Linked DNA regions of Anas platyrhynchos: regions 1 and 2 are each linked to region 3. Evidence: chromatin contacts called from public Hi-C data. All regions are on one chromosome and are shown on one strand. The core of a region is the stretch at or near the end of the contact, and the rest is flanking DNA. Distances in the headings are between cores, read along the strand shown.

The links. A called contact is a pair of places that touch in the nucleus more often than the background predicts.
Region 1: a contact with region 3 is called in a Hi-C map of skeletal muscle, with 2.7 times the contacts expected there. The contact joins the promoter of SESN3 here to the promoter of FAM76B in region 3. A contact is called at or near these places in 3 of 8 Hi-C or Micro-C datasets (skeletal muscle and subcutaneous adipose tissue).
Region 2: a Hi-C map of skeletal muscle shows a contact between it and region 3, with 4 times the contacts expected there. The contact joins the promoter of CWC15 here to the promoter of FAM76B in region 3. A contact is called at or near these places in 3 of 8 Hi-C or Micro-C datasets (liver, skeletal muscle and subcutaneous adipose tissue).

Annotation. Positions count from the first base shown.
Region 1 is chr1:195,777,966-195,782,261 of IASCAAS_PekinDuck_T2T, forward strand. SESN3 (sestrin 3) reads left to right here and starts at 2,889. Exons shown (of 9, transcript XM_072032770.1): 1 at 2,889-3,217. The coding sequence starts at 3,107.
Region 2 is chr1:195,851,060-195,855,239 of IASCAAS_PekinDuck_T2T, forward strand. CWC15 (CWC15 spliceosome associated protein homolog) reads left to right here and starts at 1,355. Exons shown (of 8, transcript XM_027467631.3): 1 at 1,355-1,440; 2 at 2,124-2,183; 3 at 3,173-3,311. The coding sequence starts at 3,181.
Region 3 is chr1:195,640,177-195,644,010 of IASCAAS_PekinDuck_T2T, forward strand. It overlaps FAM76B (family with sequence similarity 76 member B), which reads left to right and starts at 1,821. Exons shown (of 10, transcript XM_027467682.3): 1 at 1,821-1,996; 2 at 2,870-2,934; 3 at 3,047-3,101. The coding sequence starts at 1,889. CEP57 (centrosomal protein 57) reads right to left here and starts at 1,682. Exons shown (of 11, transcript XM_027467722.3): 1 at 1,524-1,682. The coding sequence starts at 1,619.

The sequences.
Region 1 (4,296 bases), core at 1,639-4,138, 140 kb after region 3:
CGTAAGCATCAAAGACATTAGATATGAAAATGGCCTGTTAAGTCAGGGAGCTCAGCTCTCCTGGGCCAGGCCGTAATTGCTTCTTATGATAAACATGATTTGGAGTGCTTTATCTATACGGGCTTTAAAGGCTGCGAGTCAGAAGGTGTGCACCCCCGCCCTCGAGGAAGAATTCCACAGACTATCGCATCTGACTGTCTCGGGTAATTACCCGAGCACTCATTTGGCAAATTAGCATGCGTAATTTTAAGGATGGGAAGTCATTTCGTAGTGCCGGGGCACAAACTTCATCTGCTTCCTCTAACAACGTAACACAAATCAAGCGCAAGCGATGCCAAGCGGGTGCAGTAAGCCTGATGGTAATGAACGCAGGGCTGTCACTTGCTCGACGTGCTGGGAACGTGCTGCCTTTCCCGGCCTTTGAGAAACCACATCCATTTTCCTATCTGCCCGCGTTTCATATGGCTTTCCTGAATGATTCATGGACCCATCAAATGTGAGGCTTGTGACATGTGCCAATCACCCGTCTGACGCTCGCACCGTGTTTTATAGCTGCAGTCAGATGGGGAGAGTGGGTTAGGCAGTTAGTGCCCTCATTTTCTGCTCCTTTTTTTTTTTTTTTTTTTTTTTTTTTCTGAACAAAATTTGAGGATCTTTTAATTTCATACGGGATTTCCAGTCCTGTAGCAATCCAGTCGGAGCTACTGCATGGCAGCTGCCCCCTCATCTCCTCTCCGTCCAAGCTGCTGGAGGTCTGCGAATTGCAAACACAGTCACTGCGAAAATAGTTCAGTTTCACAGCACTGATCTTGTCGATCCCACCAAGAAGCATCCAGCTTTTGTGTTAAGGTGTGGACACAATGAAAGCACTGCACATTTTTACAACAGGGTCATGTCTTAGGGGAGAACTGTGTGGATTTACTGAGCACTCCTGGAGCATCTGCACGTGCACTGTGGCCAGGCAGACGTTTCCAGGGCACAGCTGATCCCCACAGCATCTTCTGATTTACCAGCTTGGTTTTCAGCTGACGGCAGCTGGGTGTGAAGCTTGCTGGAAGGCAGTGGAGATGCACCATACAGCTCTCCGCTTTCTCCATAGGAAGGTCCAGGCAGAAATACGGCAACCGCAGCCGCAGCTGGTGTCACAACACAGTGTAGGTACTCATTCAAAAACCCCCAAAATGCACCAATTCCTTCAGAAGGTGGAGAAATCCCTGCTTCCTCTGGAAGCGTGTTCCTCCCTTGTGTTGTATCACTGCTTGTTTCCTAAACTTTGCAAAAGTTAGGGTCATGGGTGTTCCATTTTAGCCCTGCATTCAGACTAGACAGCAGAAACACAACCCGGGTGCAGATTCCTTCAGAAGCTGGTGGCAGGGGCAGAGGATGCTGCTGTGGGGTTGGCTTTGCTTCTGGTGGAGGAGTTTGCTCTGAGAAACTTTTCGGGAGCTCTCGAAGACAGCCCGAGCTGGGCTCAATCAATCTCCTTGAGCCGAGGGGATGTGAATCGCTAATTTCATCGCGCCCTCTTTAGCCCTCCAGTTCTGTACAACCAGGAGGTATTCCCGTGGATGAAAGCAGACACCGCAGCTCGCAGCTCCCCAGCAGCTATTTTGCCAGGAGAAACCTTGAAAACAACGCGCGCAATGTCATAAATCCTCTCAGAAATTTTGTCGGGCTGTAGTGTTGGGTTCCCATAACACAGTGAAATCCCCCTTCCCATAATCTTTCTGCGCAGTGCCCTGTATTTAATGCATCGCCTTTCATTGAGCGGGACTGCCGGTGCGAACACCCCGGTGCGCGTCCTGCAAACCCAAAGGGCCCACAAGAAGGGGAACTGCAGCAATGCCACGATGTATGGGAGAGGTTGGCAACCCAAAAGGGGGTTGTGCCCTAAAAGGGGGGTTGTGCCTCAAAAGGGGTCTGTGCCACAAAAGGGATTTGTGCCCTAAAAGGGGTTTGTGTCCCAAAAGGGGGTTGGTGCCTCAAAAAGGGGTTGGCACCCCAGAAAGGGGGTCTGTGCCACAAAAGGGGGTTGTGCCCATGAAGGGATTTGTGCTCCAAAAGGGGGTTTGTGCCTCAAAAGGGGTCTGTGCCATAAAAGGGGAGTCTGTGTAAAGGGATTTGTGCCAACAGGGGTTTGGCACCTCAAAAAGGGGTTTGTGCCCCAAAAGGGGGGTTGTGCCCTAAAAGGGGGTTTGTGTCTCAAAGTGGGTTTGTGCCTCAAAAGGAATTTGTGTCCCAAAAGGGGATTTGTGCCCCCAAATGGGTTTGTGCCCCAAAAGGGGGTTGTGCTCCATGAAGGGATTTGTGCCCCAAAAGGGGGTTTGTGCCCCAAAAGGGGGTTTGTGCCTCAAAAAGGGTCTGCACCCCAGCCACCCCAACAGACGACGGCTTCTCCTGTCCCCTACTGACACCCTACAGCTCCGTGCAGCAGTGTGGAGCCGGGTAAAGCCGTCTGACCCCACAGACGGACACAGGGACAGGGACAGGGACACACGGACAAGGTCCCCCCCCTTCACCCTCCCCCCCTCCCCCCCCTTCACCCTCCCCCCCCCCCCAGCCGCCCCCTCACAGCCCCGGGTTGGGGGCGGAGCCTCCCGCTCCTCATTTGCATCCCTCCCTCCCTCCCCTCCCTGATTGGCTCTCCCCGTTCCCGCCCCCACCCGGGGCCCCTCCCCTTTTCCCCAACGCTGCCCGGAGACGCGGCCTCGCCCCTCCCCTCTCCCCTTCAGGCTGCCCGGAGATGGCAACGGGCCGAATCCTCCTCCCATTGGTCGCCTCCCGGCCGCCTCTTCCCATTGGCCGGCCGGCCGGGAGGAGGGCGGAGCGGCCGGCGCCGATTGGCGGAGAGCGCGGGGGGTGTGCGCGGGGGGCAGCGGCCCCGGCGGCGGGGCGCTGGGGGGCCGCGGCCGGGCGATGGGGGCGGCCGGCGGCTGCGGCTCCCGCTGCTGCTGCTGCTGCTGCTCCCGCTCCTCCTGCTCCTCCTGCTGCTGCTGCTGCTGCTGCTGCGCGCGCTGCTGCTGCTGCTCGCCCTGCGCGCGCTGCTCGCGCTGCTCCCGCTGCTGAGCGCCGCGCGTCCGCCCCCGCCCCGCCGCCCCCCGGCAGCATGAAGCGGGGCAGCGCCGCGGCCATGGCGGGCGGCGGAGCGGGGGGGGGAGCCGCCGCCGCCCCCGGGCAGTACCGGGTGTGCGGGAACTGCCGCAAGGTGCCCAGACAGGTAGGGGGATGGGGGGCGTGGGGGGTGAGGGGGGGTTGGGGGAGCTCGTTAGGGTTTGGGGGAGCCCCCATAAGGATTTGGGCACTCCACAAGGGTTTGGGGGTAATCTGTTAGGGTTTGGGGGGGAGACCCCACTAGGATTTGGGGTGGGACCCCGCTGATCTTGGGGGGTGGACCCCACTAAGGTATGGGGGGGAGCCCGTTAGGGTTTGGGGGAGATCCCTCTAGGATCTGGGCTTCTGCCCCATTAGGATTTTGGGGTTCTGCCCCATTAGGATCTGGGGTTGTGCCCCACTAGGATGTAGGGGGAGACCCCCTTAGGTGTTGGGGAGGACCCCGCTAGGTCCTGGGGGGCAGACCCCGATAGTCTTTGTGGGGGGACCCCAATAGGATTTGGGGGGAAAGACCCCATTAGGGTTTAAGGGGAGACTCCACAAGGCATGGGGGGGGCCCTGGTAGAGTTCAGGGGAGGACCCCAATAGGCTTTAAGGGGGTGACCCCACTGATCTGTATGGAATGACCCCATTATTCCTTAGGGGGGGACCCCGCTGTTCTTTATGGAATGACCCCACTAGGCTTTGAGGAGGACCCCGCTAAGCTTTGGGGCAGAACCCCACCAGTTTCTAGAGTCAGACCCCACCAGGCGTTGGGGGGGGCACCCCACTAGGCATTTGGGGGGCACCCCCTAGGTGAAGGCCTGGGGAACCCCCCCAGGCAAGGTCTAGGGGCTCCCCGTGAATGAGGGGGCCCCCAGCTGCCTGTAGGGCTGTCAGGGCCCCCGGGGTGTAGCCGCAGGTGGGCCCTGCCCCACTCTTTACCCCACACCCCATCCTATGGGGTCCCGGTGGCTGTAGGGGCTGGGGGGAGCTGGTTGGGGTCACCCCGCACCCAGCCCCGCTGGGAAAGTTGCTCCTCAGCAGAGCCCTGAGCAGCAGATCCTGAAATCCCAGCTGAATAAAAAAATAAATAAAAATAATAAAAAATAAAATAAAATAGGGGAAAAAAAGCCTGCCCGTGTGGCTATGAAGAGCCCACAGAGGGGACCCGCCGCATCACCACCTCCGCTGCCCATCTGCGGG
Region 2 (4,180 bases), core at 105-2,604, 210 kb after region 3:
AATAATAGAAGACAATGTAAATAAACATCCCTCGCACCTCTTTAGACAAAGAGTGAAGAAACGCATCAAAGCAAAATTCCCAGAGGCAGGGTACGCAACTGGGAGTGTTTCCTGCTGTTCCTAGACGTGTCTTCCAACCCAAATGGAAACGACACAGACTTCCTCGAGGTTCAGTGTGACTCGGAGCTGGTTTATAAATTCTTCTCGCACAAGCCAAGAACAGGACGTGGTTTCTTGTACAACAAGGGCCCACTTCTTCCAAGTGCTTTCGTTGATGGCTGGCTGCCCACAGGGTGTCATTTACATCAGTTGCTGTAGCTCTCTGCATCGCAATGTCTTTGGGGACCTCTTGCGGGCTCTCTTCTAAATTGCATGCTGGGTGAAGAGTAGTTTAGGAGTTTCCGTGTTAGTTTGCAGATCACAGAGTCACTGAACGGCTGGGGTTGGAAGGGACCTCTGGAGATCACCCAGTCCAACCCCTGCCGAGCAGGATCACCTAGAGCACGTTGTGCAGGACGGCATCCAGGCGGGTTTGGGATATCTCCAGAGAAGGAGACCCCACAGCCTCTCTGGGCAGCCTGTCCCAGTGCCCTGTCACCCTCAAGGTACAGACGTGCCCCCTTGTATTGAGTTGGAGCCTCCTGGGTTTCAGTTTGTGCCCGTTGCTTCTCATCCTGTCACTGGGCACAGCTGGAAAGAGACCAGCCCCATCCTCTTGACACACTGCCCTCAGATATTTAAACACATTAACACATTAATAAGGTCTCAAGATACATCAGAGAACCTTTTACTTCACATATCCTAATGCAATTCACAAAGGCTTAGCAACCAAATGCAATTTAAAAACAAGGGCAAGCACAAGAGAGAAAATCTGTTTAATAACTGAGTAATATTCGTTCACACTTTGGCTTTTTTTTTTTTTTTTGGGGGGGGGGGGGGACAGCAGGGAAAACATACCAATTTGAGGGGATTTGGGGGGGACAGCAATGAAAACACTCCAGTTTGAGTGGACTGGGGGGGGAGGAGAGGGGGAAAGCAGTGAAAACACAGCAGTTTTAAGATATTTTGGGGGTACAGCAGTGAAAACACACTAGTTTAAGGGTAATTTGGGAAGAACAGCAATGAAAACACAGCAATTTGAGGGGATTTTTAGGGGACAGCAGTGAAAACACACCAGCTTGAGGGGATTTGTAAGGGGGGGCTACTGACTTGCAGGCTGAGGCTAACACTGCCAATGCACACGGCTACGCAAAGGGAAGAACTGGGCGTTTTTATCACCCCCGTACTCGTTTCTACACTTTTTTTTGTTTATTTGTGAACCCGGGTGCTAGAGGAGGAACAGCCTGCAAAGGGCCAGTGCCGAGGACAGGGGGCGCCATGGCTGGGCAGGCCGCGGCGCCATTTTGGGCAGCCATGATGGCGGGCGGGGCCGTCTCTATGGTAGGGCCTGGAGGGCGGGGGGATGGCGGCGGTGGCCTAGAGCCGGGCTGTGAGGGGGAATCTGAGGGGCTGTGAGGGGCTGTGAGGGGCCAGGAGGGCTCTGGGACGGCTCTGGGGCATCCTAACATCGGGGTAAGCCCCCTCGTTGTCGCTTGGGGTGGCGGGGAGCTGATGGGCGGCGCGGCGGCGCTGCCTTGCTGTGTGGGCCCTGAGGTGGCTGCTCCGGGGCTGCGGTCCCAAAACCTGGGGGTCGGGTGTGGGGTTTGGGGATTTTAAGGCCAAGGTGAATGCGGGCAGGGCTCGGGAAGGAGAAGGGGTGATTTAGGGGGTGTTGGGGCTCCGGGTTGGGGTTTTGTAGGTCTTGTGGAGGCCGTGCTGAGCCCCAGCCGGCTCGCATGGCGTTTGGGAAGGTGTCAGCAGCTCGCAGGGAGCCTGGCCAGCTGCTGGCTCCTTTTTTATTTTTATTTATGCTGTGAATTGTGCTTTCTGCGTAGTGCTTTAGTATCAGTGTGTTCTGCGCGGTGGGACGTCACTGTGAGCAACAAATACGTTGTTTACTTTTAACAAACTCATGTGCTTCGTGCAAGTGGAGCACAAATAACTTTTATTTGCAATATCACAACAGCACGTGGAACAATATCATCTGCTTGGTTTTCTCTGATTTAAATTTGTTCTCTCGACAGCCTTGAACACCTGACCCTGTGGCTCTTCCTGCATCCCTGCGGATGTATCTGTAGGCAGAGGTGAGTGGGACTGCGTGCCCTGCTGGAGCAGGATTAAGTGCTGCTTTGTGTAACAGAGTTCAGGTGGCACTGATCGAGCAGCCAGGCAGTGGTTGTGTACTGGCCGTGGTGTCCTGAGTGCGCTGCATGCTGACAGCGAGTTCGTGTGGCCAAGGCTGCTCAGAGCCTATTTTGCTCCTTTGTCACAGCTGCAGCTCTTGGCTCCCGTTATTCCATTCTTAGGGCGTGCTGGTGGTAGGTGAGGTCCTGCAGGTTCTAAAACAAGAGCTGCTGAAAACTTATGCCTTTGCCTGAGCAGGTTATTTTGTTATTTGTACGTGGTTTATGTATGGTTGAAGCCATCAGCCTTGTGCTTGCAGAGAAAACATTAGTCCTAGTGCTTGAGAAAGTTCCTCTGGCCAGCTGGAGCTCTGTGCAGGGCAGTCCCACAGGACTCTGCCACGTTACCAGTGTCAGTGCTGTGCCTGCACGGGAGAACTGACAGGGCCAGGGCAAGGGCTAGAGCCTACAGGATGTGTGACCATCATCACTGCTGAATTACCAGCACCATCCTGGGCGTGCTGTGAGCTGTGTCAGCCAGCATTCGTGGTGGCAATCCCGAGATACGCTTTGGGGAATGAAGGAGAAATCATTCTGAATAGGCAGGGAGTTTTTGGCTGTCCTTTTTCCAGGGGAAGGAGTTCAGTTACTTCCTTACCACCAGGACTTAAGGAGAGGAGACTGGCTCCTGGCATTGTATTTACTGTATAAACATGACTTTGCATTCTCATTTACATCTGTATGTCAGCTTTCAGTCATGTTGGAAGAGACTTTCTTTCGAAAATCTGAATAAATTCTGTCTATAAGAAACTCCTTAAATTTTAAGGGTCAGGTGCCAAGAGACGGTTAGAGATTCGTTGCTACAGTTCCAGGAACGATGTAGCAGCTTCTGGTGAGTGCCTTTCCCTGTAAGCTCTAGTAATGGCTGCTTTTTGCCCTTGATTTTGTAGCCACCAAAATGACGACAGCAGCAAGGCCCACGTTTGAGCCTGCGAGAGGAGGAAGAGGAAAAGGCGAAGGAGACTTAAGCCAGCTATCCAAGCAGTATTCCAGCAGAGACCTTCCCTCTCATACTAAAATCAAATACAGGTAAGTGCTGCGTGTTTGGTCTGGCTTGTGGGAAAACAGGATAGGAATGTTTGGTGGGTTTTTTGTTTGTTTGTTTGTTTTTTGTTATGACCAGATACTGTGCAGCAGTGCTGAGTGAGTGGGCTGAAATTGCACATCTCCAAAGCAGATTTAGGAGACCGAACGTTTTGCAGGTTTGAGAAGTTTAATTTTAGTGGTACGTACAGTTATGGAAGTGAGCCATCAGAAGATGAGCTTTGGAGACCAAGTGTTTCAGGCAGTGGAGTGAAAAGAAAAGCTTTGGGAGTGGAAGGAGACAGCTGAGCCATTCAGGGTCTGTCACTTGCAGGATCAGACTGAGCAAGTCTCAGAAGGAGGAAAGTGTTTTATGTCTTGACTGAGAACCACTGGGGGGGGAGCATTAAGAGGAGGCAGGGAAATCATGGAATAGCACTCAGGTGTTGGAAGAGCTGATATTAAACACTGCAAGTGGTTTGTGCAGGTACCAGAAGAGGCAGTTGCTTTAAATAGTCTGAAAGATAATAGGATTTTACATAAATGTTATCCTCTGTATGAAATTTGTAATAAATTGTTGATGCTCTGCTGAAGGATGATGTGAAATTTGGAGTCAGTGCAGCACAGGCACCTAGAATTTAGCTGAAATGTGTCAGCCTAAAATCGTTTTCATCGAGCTGATGTTACTTTTGTCAGTGAAACTTCTGCTAAAGTTTCCAACTTGCACTTTGCGCAGATTTTTGCCCTTTCACCTCTTCCCTTCTGCCCCTCTGAAGAAAACCTGTGGATGAGGGAGCTTGGAGGGGTGTTTTTTTTTTGGGGTTTTTTTTTTGGACAGTACCAAAATCAACAGCACAAAAAGTGCTGTCAGGTGC
Region 3 (3,834 bases), core at 571-3,070:
CTCACCTTGGCAGGCTTTCCTAAGCTTTTGCAAATACCAGTTATTGTGGGCATATTGTGACCTAAATTAAAATACAAAAAGTATTTGTGCAAATACCTCATGGCAATTTAGACAATACACCCAAAACACCTCGTAAGAAATACAAAGGGAAAAAAAATAAGAAAATTAGTAAGTCACTTGAAGCCTACACACACTTAATTTTCCTCATAGAAAGACAAGAAGACGAAGACCGTAAGCACCCTGAACCTTTCAGGCAGTGTTTCTGTTTTATCTGCAAAGCAATACGTTGCGTTTGTTATCTCCCACACAGCACAAGTGCTTTTCTTGGAATAGCTGCATTTGTACTTTGGCCACTACAAAAAGCTGATTAAAACAAATGCCTTATTAAGAATATATTAACAAAAATATTTTGAGTAGGTCTGTGTGTATACGGGCACTGTTTTACGCTCCATAGCCACACAGAGCAAACTTTACAGAATGAGTAATGTCAGAACGGAAGGAAAGGCTGTTAGCAGGGACCTCAGCCCTGCAGATACACCAGCCTTACGAGGTGCTGGACCGCTGCGAGTGGAATAAGGAATAAGATTAAAGAGCAAAGTTAAAGTGAACGAAGCAAAGCACAGCATCTCATGCAATAGGCAGCAGAGCATCACCAGCAGCAACGTGAGACCGAGTGGCAGAAACTATTGATTCTAACACCACTCTGCTATTGGTGTGAAACAAAATTGGTCTGCTATGGGTGAGAAACAAAAGCATCTGATGGTCCCCAGGGCTGAGAGATGGGGATCAGTCTGGGATCAACGTAGGGCTGCCTCAGACCTGAATTTTCATAGGTCTCTATTTTTCACATGGAAAACGTTGTCTGTGGAGAATTAAGAATAACTAGGTAAAACAAACAAACAAAGAGTAAACAGAAAACCAAACCTGCTGCCTTTTTTGGCCTTTTTTTCCTTTTTAAACTGGCAAAAGCGACACTTACCTAGCCCGCACCAGGCTGACCCCAGGAGAAAGCCTACACGCTTCTGCAGAAACTACAGAGTAAAGCAAACACAGGCGTGTTGGCTAGCTGCATTTCTTACAAATATCACCTGGATGGAGGCCAGGGGCACAACTTTCGGTGGCATCCCGTCAGTGCAACCCCTGAAATAAACCCCACAGCACCGCTGTACAGGTGGGAGCTGCCACCAGATGCATTTGCTACACGTTTAACCAAGCCAGCTCCGCGTGCTGCTTCAGGAATCACTGCTAAATATTCCTGACTGAAAGAAAAACGCGACAGAATTCCGGAAATAGAGTCCAGGTTAAGATCCATTTAACGCTGCTCCTGCCGCGGGGCGCACCACGGTGCGCTCACCTCAGGAAAACGCTGAAAATCCAGGAAAAAAAGCCACAAACGGGTGAAGATGAGAGAACTTATCACTAGTTACAGCCCCCAGCCGCCCCCCAGAGCTCTTTTTGGGCAGCCCCGCGGCTCCTTCAGGCTCCCAGCCCCCCGCAGCCCCCTCCCCGCCCCCGGCCCTCACCGTGCGCTGCCGCCGCCCGCCCGCCGCCGCCGCCATTTTGTGCGCGGGCGGCCCCCCTCCCCCCGGGGCCCGTCCCTTTAAGGGCGCCGCGGCCATGCGGCGGCCGTGAGCCGGGCGCGGGCTGAGCGACGGCCGAACCGACCAATGGGCAGGCAGGACGGCGCCGCAAGCCCCGCCCCCCGCCGGCCTTGAGGGACGCCACAGAGCCGCGCTTGAGCGGCGTGCCCGCCGCCCAATGAGAACCGAGGGCGGAGGCTCCCGGCCAATGGCAGGCCGAGCCCCGCGGGGCACCGCCCCCCGGGCTTCCCGCCCCCCCCCACCCCGGTCCGGGTGCGGGCCCCGCGTCCCCGCCGGGTGAGGCGCGGATGGCGGCGGCGGCGGCGCAGGCGGCCGGGCCGGCTCTGTACGCCTGCACCAAGTGCACGCAGCGCTACCCCTTCGAGGAGCTGTCCCAGGGGCAGCAGCTGTGTAAGGTGAGAAGGCCCGGGGCCACTGGGTGTGTGTGTGTGGGGGGGAGGCCGGGCAGGGGGAGGGCAGGCGGGGAGGGGTTGGGGCTGGGGGGGGAGGCCTAGGGGAGGGGGAGGCCCAAGGGAGGGGGGTCAGGGGGGAGCTGGGAGCTGGGGGAGGCTGAGGCTTGAGGGAGACCGGGATCCAGGGCAGATCAGGACCAGGGAGAGGTTGGGATCCAGGGGAGGGTGGGCAGGGGGAAGCCAGGATTTAGGGGGGGTTGAGGTTAGGGGGAGGCCGGGACTCTGAGAGGTTGAGCAGGGGGAGGGCAGGACCTGGGTGAGGTTGAGACCCAGGGGAGGCTGGGCAGGAGGAGGTTGGTACCCAGGGGAGGCCAGGATCCAGGGGAGGACAGCACCCGGGTGAGGCTGAGACCTGGGGGAGTCCAGCCAGGGAGAGGTTGGGACCCAGGGGAAGCCAGGATCCAGGGCAGACCGGCACCCAGAGAAGGTTGAGACCCAAGGGAGTCTGACCAGGGAGATGTTGGGACTCAGGGGAGGACAGCACCCAGGGGAGGTTCAGACCCAAGGGAATCTGACCAGGGGGAGGTTGGGACCCAGAGGAGGCCAGGAGCCAGGGAAGGACAGCACCCAGGTGAGGTTGAGGTTAGGGGGAGGCTGGGACTCAAGGGAGGTCAAGCAGGAGGAGACCAGGATCCAGGGCAGATCAGGACCAGGGAGAGGCCAGGACTCCAAAGAGGTTGAGCAGGGGGAGGCCAGGATCCTGGGGACAACAGCACCTGGCTGAGGTTGAGACCCAGGGGAGGCCAGGAATCAAGGGAGGTCAGGTGTGTGTCCCAGCAGAAGGAGCTGACCCCGGTGTTTTCTCTCCACCCCTAGGAGTGCCGCATCGCACACCCCGTCGTGAAGTGCACCTACTGCCGCTCCGAGTTCCAGCAGGAGAGGTACTGGGGCTGGGGGGCATTGGGGTGCCTGGTCCTTGCTATCAGCACCCACGGACAGAGCGTGAGTGAGTAACCAGGGGCTGGTTCAATATCTGTATGTTTTTATTTCTAGCAAAACCAACACCATATGCAAGAAGTGTGCCCAGAACGTCAAGCAGTTCGGAACGGTGAGTAGGCTCTCGGTTCTGAACGGTCACGTTAGGTCCAGCCGCCTCGTAGCTCTAAAAGTTCAGGTGAGATCCATCCCTCTCTCAGCTCTAAAAGTTCAGGTTAGGTCCATCCCTCTCACATTTCTAAAAGTTCACCTTAGGCCCTTCCATCTTTCAATTCTAAAAGTTCCTGTTAGATCCATCCATCTCTAAAAGTACACCTTAGGTCCATTTGCCTCCTATAATTAAACAGCTTTCAGAACCAAATAACAAAAGCTTCTGGAAAGGTGATGAAAACTACAGGCAGCTCTTTGTTTCCTTTACGGCTCACAGTTTCTGTTTTTTCAGACTTAAAGGCGTTGTGGTTATGTGTGGTTTAACAGTTATGAATAACTGCAATGGAGTTATTCACAGCAAAAACAATGTTAATTCACTTTACGCATGTAAAGTAGTCCTTTGCATATGCTCATGAATGCACGCTTGACAGCAGGAAGACTATTAGCTGCCTGTGTTCTTAATGAGTGGTAAATGGGAAAATCTAATCATACCACATCGCTCATATTATGTAAGTCTTCAATTTTTAGATGCGCGTTAATCATCTTAAGCTGCTGAGTAGAAAAGATTTACTTTATTCCTGTTACTTTGCATTTTGCCCATCTTGAATTTTCAGCCTGGGTTCCGTTAGAGAAATTAAACTTTTTAATATATGAACGTTGTAGCTGAGTGCCCTGCAGACACTTGTTCAGGGAAG